Linked DNA regions of Sus scrofa: all the other regions are linked to region 3. The links are chromatin contacts, called in public HiChIP or PLAC-seq maps. All regions are on one chromosome and are shown on one strand. The core of a region is the stretch at or near the end of the contact, and the rest is flanking DNA. Distances in the headings are between cores, read along the strand shown.

Region 1 (3,298 bases), core at 360-2,859, 340 kb after region 3:
TGCTCAAAGAAGGGAGATGAAATGTTAAATAAATTCCCAAGGTAAGAAAGGTAGCAAAACCAGTCCCTTGAAGATCAACATCATGCCTATTCCGAATGGAAATTGTGTTAGCTATTTTAATTGTTGAGAAATTCATTACCTTGTCATACAAGACTAACACTGTTGAAATAGCTATTAAAAGGTGCATGGGGAGTTCCCATCGTGGCGCAGTGGTTAACGAATCCGACTAGGAACCATGAGGTTGCATGTTTGATCCCTGCCCTTGCTCAGTGGGTTAACGATCCGGCGTTGCCGTGAGCTGTGGTGTAGGTCGCAGACGCGGCTCAGATCCTGCGTTGCTGTGGCTCTGGCGTAGGCTGGCAGCTACAGCTCCGATTCGATCCCTAGCCTGGGAACCTCCATATGCTGTGGGAGTGGCCCAAGAAATGGCAAAAAGACAAAACCAAAAAAAAAAAAAAGGTGCATGGTAGGCTGGAAAAAGGTTGACACTGTAAGTTTAAAGGTAAGTTCCACTTTTACTAGAGGTGTAAGCTTGGAATAGCTATTTGATCTTCTAAACAGCAATTTCCTAGTGGGTTACAGTAAGAATTCGACCAGATAATGTCTATGAAAATTACCCTATAAAACAGTATTAAAAGTGTTATCATCACCGGAATATTCTGATTTAAAAGGAAGTGAGCTGGAACTGTCCTTGAGAGGTTTGGTCTAGAAAGCCTATCATTATAAGGTCATCACTTAAAAACTCCATTTACTTAAAATTATACAAATCTGATTATTTAAAACATTTCCCTATACCTACAAGATAAAGTCAAAACTTCCCAGCAAGCTGTATCTTCACAATCTGATCCCGGGTGGGATAATGCCGCTCCTCTACACCTCTTTGTCAATGCACTTTTCGAGGTGTGGTCTTCCTTGCTAGATTTTGAGTTTTCAAAGAAATGGTTGGAAACTCAAGGTCCGCAAATGATCTCATGTAAGGGGCAGGTCAGGGCGTTGACTAATACGCCTCAGGTCGCGGCTTACTTTCTTCCTAACAATTTTTGTGCTGTACCGTTAACGTTTATAAAAACGGTCCATGCGTGGACGTTTTAAACACCCAGGCATTTTCGGCTTTTCTTGCCAAACTGGTGAACCAGTCAGCTTTTTTTCCTTCCCCTTAGTATCAGACTCTGCTCCTGGCTCCCTAAGGCCTGCGACCAAGGACCCCTTTTTGGAGTCAGTCGACAGACTTTTTTCATAATCTGGAGTTGCGCACGCGCCTGGCATAGCAGAAAAACCTGGTTCCTGTAGATGAGGGCCTCGGAGGCGCCAGGCACCACTCGGGCCGGCGAAGGCCGAGGGCAGCCGGCCGCCCGCCCCTCGAAGGCCTCGGGGTCCTCTAAGGCGGACGTGCGAGGGGGTGGAGTGAGGACGCTTAGGGTAGGGAGGAGTGCACTGTCCAGGGGGAAATCCTCTTCGGGACCCCCTGCAACCCCTACTTGGCCCTCGAGGTCAGACACCGCTAGCCTTCGAGCCTGACGCGCGTCTCCATTTCTTTACGTTGACTTCTTCGGCTTTCCGTTTTCCTCTCTTGGGGAGGGGCGGGACTTCCTGTTTCACAGCCTAGTGACTTCCGCCAAGAGCTGATAGACTAAAAACAACAGGCACACAGGTCGGCCGGCCAGTCGGGAGATAAAAAGGGACCTAGGCGTGGGTTCTACTAAGCCAGAGCCAAGACCTTGGTTTTCGGTCATGGCGTCCCCCGCTCTGTCCGCGAAGAAGTCCTCGGAACCGCCGGAAGTCGCTCAGCGGAGAGACAGGAAGTCCCTCCCCTTCCTCCCAGAGGGAAGACGGTGAGCCGGAGGAGTCAGTCAGAGGGGTGAGCAGGAGCGATTCCGTCGGCAAACAGGTAAGTTATTCTCTGGCCGGGGCGGGGGGTTTGGAGGCGGGGACCGTCCAGCGTCAGCGCGGGGCCGGGAGGCGGTGGCTTGAGGCCCCAGGCCCGGGCGGCTGGGCGCCGGGAGCCCCGCCAGGGCCCTTCGCTCTTCCTCCTCCCCCCTCCCCCCCGCCTCCGCCCCTCCCCGCTGGCCGGTCCCTCCCGACGCCGCCCAGACTCACCCGACACACGCCCGCCGCCCGGCCTCCGCTCCCGCCCGCTGCTGCTGGCTCCGCCGCCCGGACTTGCGCGGGGCCTCGGTTTCCCCGCGGGGCCGGCTGTCAGCGCGGAGGCTGCGATCCCGCGCACTCCGCGCGCCCCTGCCTGCAGTCGGGAGCTTCTCACCGCCAGGCTTTCCCCGATCCAACCGTACACGCCCGAGCGCGGAGCTGCCGCGGTGTCGGTTTAATGGCCTGGGCGGTCTGGGCTGTGGTTTCCTTCAGTCGACCGCCCTCTCCGGGCCTCCGGAGCTTCGCGGGCTCGCCGCTGCCACCCGCACCTTCTTCCGTTAAGGACGCGGGCGGGCAGTCTGTAACGCTGGTGACCGATCGCAGCGCGGCTGGAAGGGAGGGTCCTGGCCGCTGGGGTTCAGCCGCTATAAGCAGTTAAAGGGAGATCCCAGGATGCCGCACACCGCTGTTGGCAGCAGCGGGTTTCGCCCCAGTGGCTACCACCTCCTGCCAGCCAGCGGGCATGTCCTGTGTACGCTTGCCCGCCTCTGGAGTTTAGTCTGGTGGAGGTGGGCAGGAGCTGCTGACCTCTTTCGGTTGCAATGAGTTTTGAAAAGCCCATTTATTTTTCAAGGGGGGAATTCTGGAATAGGTCATCTTGGCCGGGTTGGCATCCATGGACACGCATGTAGTATTTCTTTATTTTATAGGTAAAGTAATGGTGATTGAGGGGTAAATTTTAAGTTTGTGCAGGTGGAACTAGTCACGATGTGCACCTGTTTTCAGGGAGGTGTTAGTCCAGTTGGAATACCAAATAGGGAAGGCAACCGAGGTATATTGGAACATCATTAATAAAGCTTATTTGATATATATAATATATGTAATATATATCTATATACACACACACTGTGTATACTTCATTTAGCATTGCAGTCTTGTAGGAATTATCACCTTTTCACCAACCGAGACTCAGATTAAATAATTTGGACAAAGTTAAATTACAGATTCAGATCTCAAATGTTTGTTATTCATTCTACTTCAAGTTTGCTACATGTGAAATTGCTAACTCCTATTGTCACCACCAAAAAACATTTAATACAAGGCTCTCTAGTAGCTAATGTCTTCTTGATGACATATACAGTAGTTGGGATTAATGCTGTAGAAGTTGATACTGGTTCCTTTTTTATTTTATTTTTTAAATAAAACTGCATTT
Region 2 (3,702 bases), core at 92-2,591, 270 kb after region 3:
TTGCAGGAGAAATATTTTCATTAACGTTTCTCAAATGATTATTAGGTACTGTAAATGCATATTCAGTTTTAATTTTATCTTTTATTAAAGTATATTGATTTACAATGTTGTGGGCATATTCACTTTTTACTTGTACCCAAGCTTCCTCTTTGCTCTTATTTAGTACCACCACATACCCGTAAAATTTTAATAAACAGGTAATGTGTTACAGATTTTACTCTAAATCACTTTTTGCCATGTTTTTCACCAAATTCAGTCTCATTCCATCAAGAATCTCATTTATAGATAGCCGAACTAATTTTTTTAAAGCCTAATAGATTTGAGTGAAGGATATATGTCCAATAAATTCAAATTACTTACAAAAGTGTATAATATATGTAGGTGGTTTTTAATCAATCATGTACTACTAATAATTGTAATAAGAATTTAATCTAGAAGAGAAAAAAATTAACAGAATTTTCTAGTTACAGGAAAGTAAATACTGATTTAAATTTTTATACATATTGTACAAATGTATAAAAGTATAACAGTATCATTAATAGTATCAAGTATAAATGATATTTAATGATTTATAAATGAAATGCTGCAATTAAAAAAAATTCTGCAACGGATATTGATGAAAACAGAATTTCAAGGGAAAAACAAACCATGTAAAAATTTAAGTAATCTTATTTAAAAATATTTACAGGATGTGAGGAACTACATCCATTCCAACTATAAAATTGTCATTAAAACTACAACAACAACATAGAATATGGGAAGGGTAAAATCTTTCCCAAATTTTTTGGGTGATGCTCTAAAGGAGATAATCACACCCTCGGAGAAATAGTAGACGCTCAATAAGTAAATGGTGGGTCTACTTTCTTCATTAATTCCTAGGATTACTGGATCTAAATACTAAAATAATTCCTCTTAGTAACGGTGAAGGCTTGGTGAACAAAGTGCCAAAGATACGTGAAACGGAAACCTGTGTGACCAGGAAAACATGCTTCAGGAACCCGCGGGAATGGGGACTCTGGGTAGGGGGGTGTGGGCACCTCAATCCCGGACCACTTCACACAAAACACTACCTCTCCAACCCCACGGTTGAGGCAAAAGGCGGAAGACCAAAGTAGATCGCCGCCGGGCTCGCGCTTTTAAGCCCTGGCCTCCCAGGTCTCAGCCTCGCCTCCTGCCGGCGCCGCGCTCCGAACAGCGGAGGGCGGGGCGGCGCAGTTTCCGGCCAGGTCCGGGATTGGCGGACTGCACGGCGGCGAGGCGGGGATACGCCAGTGCTCCGGTCGAGGTCTGGGATTGGTGGATGGGGCGGCTGCGGGGCGGGCCCGCACAGGGGGCGTGACCGAGACACGTGGTGCGGAACCCGAGCTGTAGCAGCTGGCTGGTGAGCGGCCTTCCCGGGGAAGGAGGTCCCTGTGGACAGGGAGGTTCCTGCAGGCGGCGGGAGCAGGGCCGAGGCCGGGAGCGTGGGGTCCAGGCCGCCTCCCGGCAGGCAGGGGAGACCGGTCGCTGCGCGGCGGGCCAGGGACCAGGCCAGCTCTGAGGGGCCTGTGGCCGGCCCTGACGGGAGAAGAGGGCGTCCACTCAGAATGCGGCCCGCTCCAGTCAGAATGGGGTCCGGGGCGGCGGCGGGGAGGACGCACACTGACCCGCCTGTGAGCAACCCCTCCCCACCCCCGCCCTCCGCAACAGTGAGGCCCGCAGAAAACTAAAGCCTGTCTCTCGGCTGCAGAGACCTTTGGCGGAGGCCTGAGGTTGGTGTTGCAGGACGGCCTGCGCTCAGGGTCGGAGGCCCGGGGTCAGGGTCTCCACCCTCACTTAAGGCTGGGAGGTTGCACGTGGCTGCCCTGAGGCAGTCTCCGGGAGTGATGCTTGGTCCTGCGTCGGCCTGTCCTGAGTCCTTGGGCCTCCGACCCGCCCTCGCCCGCGCGGGAACCTGGTGCTGACTCAGCGACCCGGCGGAGATTTTATTTATGCCTTTGTCATCCCTGGTGTTTGCAGGGAGGGGTGGTGAGGAATAATTTTGTAGAACTGTATGTTTGGGATTAAAGTTCTAGATTGAGCAAATCAGAGGTTCCTACTCCTGTTGCAGTGGTTTTTACACAGAGCTGAAGCCCTCATTCAAGAGTCCCTTTACTTTTGCATGTGCCTTGAATTAAGGAGGTCAGGATGGAGCCTCAGAACTGAAAGAATCTTTGTAGGGATTGCTGGGTGGTTCCAGGTGGTACCACCAGCCCTTCTTCCCCTCACTGGAGTTTCAGTGTTGAAGTTACTTTACTCCCCAGGAACCTTAGATTCCAAGAAGGGAGTGAGGCTGGTGTTTACTTCCAGACAATAGGGTTTGCTTTTGTTCACTCCAACTCAATGCTTTTACCCTAATAAATGGGGTTCACCAGGGCATATAAAAGTGGTCCCCATTTAGAGTTCCCTCCTGGCTCAGCAGGTTAAGTATCTGGCGTTGTTACTGCTGTGGCTCAAGTCATTGCTGTGGTGGGGATTCTGGGAGCTTCTGCATGTCATGGTGCAAGTCCCCCCACCTTAGCCCCCCAGAAAAAAGTAGTCCGTTGTAATGGCTTTGGTACTGGCCAGTTGGTGAAACAGGAATAACTGTGCATGGGAGGGAGAAAGGGGCTCTGGCCTAACCTCTCTGACCCAGTTAGCAGTTCAGAGATGTTGTTTTTCCACCTGGTGAGGTGGCAGGAAGAGCTGAATAATCCAGTCTCTGTTTACTCTCCTTTGGTTAAAGATTCAACTTAGATAGCTATATATTTGACTTTAGCTGGAAGGCGATTGGTTAACTGGGCTGCAAAAAGCATAATGCTAATGAGAATATATCACAGTGAGCATGGAATTTGTGCTGTGTAATGACCAGGAACTCAAATGAAGAGTATCTGGTGTAGCATACTGTTCTGCTAAATAGGTTTTCCTTTATGATTGAAAATCTGACTTCTATGCAGTGTATGCATTTATGAACCTTGTCTTCCAAAAGGCTGAAACAATCTGAGTTGGCAGGGAGATATTTAACTGTTTCATGCTCTGTTGTGGTTGTTGGAAGAGGATTGCCTTTACTAAACTCAAGCTGCACATCCTTGATCTGTTGAGCAGCTACCAAGCTTACTATCTCAGTGGACAAAGTCTGTCCTCTGTTTAGAAGTCACTTCAGAATCCTCTACCAAGAAGAAAATTCTCTGTAATTCGGTGTGTCCATACACAGCCACTTCTCTGGTGTCCCACTTCAGAGCTACATGGATGTGGTAGGGTCTTGTGACTCCACAGCTGCAGTTGTGAAATTCTTCCTGTCCCTGCAGTGCTGAATTTGCTCTGAAAGGAGTCACTGAACTCCTTTCAGTCAGTGCTGAGGTTTGGGTTTTGCCATTTGATGGAATCTGAGTTGTCCATTGAAGGAAGTGGGGGAGAACCAATTTTGAAAGCCCCATTTCTGGGATTATTATCTTTGTTTCGTCTTGATTGCAGTTTTTAAAGATGATGAATCAAATGATTTCTTTTCCCCTGAATCTGTATGGTGGAGCATGACATAATGGGTCTCACACTGGAGTTAGAAAATGCCCGTGGGAGGCCAGACATTTCTTTATTTTCATCAGACCTCAGTGGAGTTTCCCACGCTGTCTTGGTGGTTTCTGGACTCTGGTTGTTAGTTTCTCTAAACCAAATCCACGTTCCCTCCTTGGGCCTTATTTACTGTGT
Region 3 (3,508 bases), core at 455-2,954:
AAAAAGACAAAAAAAAAAAAAAGAATGCAAACGGTCTTTAGCATTAACCCTCCACCTGCTAATCTAACTGGAATGATGGGTGCAGAGCTAAGAACAGCTCACGATAAAAGAGGGATTTAATACGGTATCACAATAGTATTCAGATGCTTTTGACAAACTGGGTCTCTCACTTTGTGAAGTAAGCCATTAACCTTGGAGTTAAGCTGCCAAGTTCCTTTTGGAAAGCAACTGCTTCCTCCTGTCCCCTGTTCCTTCCTCATCTCACCCTTCAAAGCTGCCTTTTCTCATTGTAGAAGAGGGGCACTCTTCAATTCCAGGGTACTCCGTAAGAAATGGAGCAGAGATGAGCCCCCCAGACACCAGAACTTGATACCATACGCCCCGCCCTAGCGCCTGGGCAGGAAAACGGCAGAAAAGGACTAGGGGCTGAGCACTAACGGGTGTCTGTCTAGAAAGCAACCCTCCTAGGTTTGCTTTGGAAAGCAGACTGGCCTTGAGGTCGGAAGTGCAGCTCCCAGACCAACCTGCCTAACAAAGAGTTATCTGGTTAGGGGTTGAGCCTTCCATTCACAAACCGCGCTCAGGAGAAAAAACATTTTTAAGAGTATATTCTACTTCTCTAGGATATAAAGTCAAGAAAAAGACAAAATGTGATTCCTGGTGCCAGAATAAGGAAGCAACTTCGGGAACACGTTCCGTAGAGGGGGCCGCTCGCACCTACCTCCGCAGGTGGAGCGCATCAACGCTGCGCCTCTCCCGAGGGCTGCTCGGGGTCTCGGGCTTACACGCCCCAGCTTCGGGCAGGGCCCATTAACTTAATGAACTGAGGGGAAAATATTCCCGAGAAGCTCCACTACTTGAATTTATTTGGGGTAGCCCCAAGCTCCCAAGCTTTAGAAACTTTTTCCCGCCGGCCTTCCAGACATTTCTCGCGCTAAAAGCAGCGGGGCAGAACCAATGAAAATCAAAGGAAAGGGAGGCGGGGGAGTAAGAAACTTCCCTTACGGGGGACTCCCTGGGCTCACACCCCCGCCGGCAGTACCCTGCCCGCGGCCCCCGAGAGTCACCTGAACCCCGCGCTCCTGGCGGCTTCTCCCGCGCTCCCGGGGGCCCAGAAGTCGCCGCCAATCCGCGGGCGCCGAGCCAGGAGGCCGAGCCAGTACTGCTGCAGGAGCCGGCCGCGTCCAGTCGCCATGGAGACCCAGCTGGAGCACCAGCAGCGCCCTCCTCCTTCCTACCGTCGCACCGCCCAGGGTCACGCCCACTCGACGCCAGCGCACGCCCCGACGTGCGTACGCAACGGAGGGGCGGGGTCAAGAACCACACCGCCTTTCCACTCGGAGTGGTTCTAGGAACGTATGGGGCCCGGTTTCTAGCAACTGCTGGAAGTCCTGACGCCTAGCAAGTGTATCGCCTGGACTTTACGGCGGCTACGCCCTTGCCCCTCCCCCTTGCTGACTCTGGCACTTTGCGGCTGCTTCCTGTCTGATTTCCTTGGAGAAACAAATACAAAGGCTGTGACACTTGGCCTTAAGGAAAGGCATAGCCACAGTCACACCGAGAACTTCCCAGTTTACATAGCCCTCTTTAGAGGGTTGTAAGAACTTGCAGTTTCTAATTGCTAACTTGACCTTCCTAGGTGCGTTTTGTGCTACGCAGAGCAGGGAGCCCCGCCCACCGTCCCAACATGGTCTCGCCTTTCTGTCGCGCCCAGTACGTGCGGTGTGTGCGCAGGCGGCCACGCAGAGGAGCTTGGGAGGCAGCCTTGGACTGTGGGAGATGTAGGCCTAAGGCCACTGCCCTTGCAGCAACTCTGTGAGGGGTGCTGCCCTCAAACTACAATTCCCAGGATTCTTAGGGGCTTCCTAGGTTACTTTGCAAAGGCCTGGCGGGGACAATGTGAATGTCAGCATAGAAAGTAATGAAAGCACATTAATTCAAGTAAAAAGAGGGCCGGAGAGAAGGGAAAGTGGACGTCAGCTCCTTTACGGAGACTTTTTGTCTTGATTTATGCTCCTTGTTTTTTTTTTTTTGCCGGACACGCAGTGCAGAACTACCGATGTGAATGCGGACTTAAGTCCGCCTCTGGCCGGGTGTGGAGTTGGTAGTGAAGATTTGCTCATCTTAGCTGGCATCTTCCCTCAGCGGAGCGGCTTTCTGTGAACATGATTTGTACCTTACTACGAGCTGTACGGTGCACGGGAAAGCTGCACAGCTTCTCGGGGAAGCAGTTGTTTTTGCCACACTTTGTACTTAACAAAGCTTGCTTGAAGACTGTGCCCAGTTTGAGGTGGGCTCTGCAAGAGCAGAAGACGGTACGACCTAGGTGTATTTGGGGAGTCACCCAGAAGACCATCTGGACGCAAGGACAGAGCACGCAGAGAGCGAAAGAGGACAGCGACAAACAAGTGTCTGTGCACAGAAGTCAGGGCGGGGATACTGCCGTCTCAACGTCACAGAAAGGTAAAAAGGAATTCCCTGTAACTATCAGTCTTTCAGCCAACGTGACGAGAGCTGCTACTGCCCTTCTACACAAGTTCAGTGCTGAGCATAAACAGCTTACACAAATTAAAAGGTAGAACCATTACACAGTTAAGAATTAGAGCATATGAGCCTACAGGTCTTTTCACAAATTCGAACTGAAATATGAAAGTTGATTTTGATAAAACTTAGTTGAATTGTGTCTGTAAATTTTTTCTCAACTTTTACTTGTGGAAAGAACTATGTAAAACTTAACCGTTGTTTAATACTTTACAATAGATAAGTACATTTCCCAGATGTTATTTCATCTCATTTGAGTCTCACATTTACTCTTTCAGACGTTAGTATTCATTAGTATGTACGAAGCATATTTGCCCAATTTCACACAATTCAAAATTGAATGTGAGTCTTCCTTATCCTCAGTTTTCTAATATCCAGGCCAGTGCTTTTTAAAACAACCACCCCTGTGTCTTTAGTCTTTGATAACACTGTCTCTGCCATTCTCTCTTAGATGTGATACTGTTTTTGATTTACTATCTTGGTCAGTGGGAGGCAGTTTCAGAGGCTTCCATTGGATTTTTCCCATTATAGTAGCTCTTAACCCACCTCCAAAGGAAGTAAAGAAGGGCCTGTTGTTGCCAATTACCACGCATATCCATTCCATTTCTACATTGGAAATCAGGGAAATGACTATCAGAGAAGGCGGTGGACCCAGCTATGAACCTCTTCCAGGCCAGGCTCTTTATCACATTGCCACCATAATGACTCTTTAGGGTTGATGTCAGCTCAGACTCTGTCTGGCAGACCTTGAAATGTTTGGGTAGTCCCCTTTCCCAGCATGCAGTTAATGGCATAGGTCTCTGATGAAGGGCCAGGGGAATCATATATAGTTACTCAGGTGCCCCCTGATAGAGGTTGGCCTCCCTTGGGTAAATGGATTCCAGGTCTGAAGACTGACTCAGGTCGAGAAACCAAGCCATTCATTGTGATGGTTGCTTCCCCCTGGCTTCACTACCATAGCTGCCCC

What was found. HiChIP or PLAC-seq counts read pairs in DNA pulled down with a chosen protein or histone mark.
Region 1: an H3K27ac HiChIP or PLAC-seq map of alveolar macrophages shows a contact between it and region 3. The contact joins the promoter of ZNF407 here to the promoter of FBXO15 in region 3. A contact is called at or near these places in 1 of 5 promoter capture datasets (liver) and 2 of 2 datasets of contacts at active chromatin or transcription factors (alveolar macrophages and skeletal muscle).
Region 2: an H3K27ac HiChIP or PLAC-seq map of alveolar macrophages shows a contact between it and region 3. The contact joins the promoter of CNDP2 here to the promoter of FBXO15 in region 3. A contact is called at or near these places in 2 of 5 promoter capture datasets (fetal liver and fetal skeletal muscle), 1 of 47 Hi-C or Micro-C datasets (fibroblasts) and 2 of 2 datasets of contacts at active chromatin or transcription factors (alveolar macrophages and skeletal muscle).

The regions. Positions count from the first base shown.
Region 1 is chr1:149,515,595-149,518,892 of Sscrofa11.1, reverse strand. It overlaps ZNF407 (zinc finger protein 407), which reads left to right and starts at 1,609. Exons shown (of 9, transcript XM_021073780.1): 1 at 1,609-1,888.
Region 2 is chr1:149,581,958-149,585,659 of Sscrofa11.1, reverse strand. CNDP2 (carnosine dipeptidase 2) reads left to right here and starts at 1,341. Exons shown (of 12, transcript NM_001243707.1): 1 at 1,341-1,381.
Region 3 is chr1:149,854,228-149,857,735 of Sscrofa11.1, reverse strand. It overlaps FBXO15 (F-box only protein 15), which reads right to left and starts at 1,704. Exons shown (of 10, transcript XM_005659828.3): 1 at 1,068-1,704. The coding sequence starts at 1,195. It overlaps TIMM21 (mitochondrial import inner membrane translocase subunit Tim21), which reads left to right and starts at 1,833. Exons shown (of 6, transcript XM_003353442.5): 1 at 1,833-2,463. The coding sequence starts at 2,166.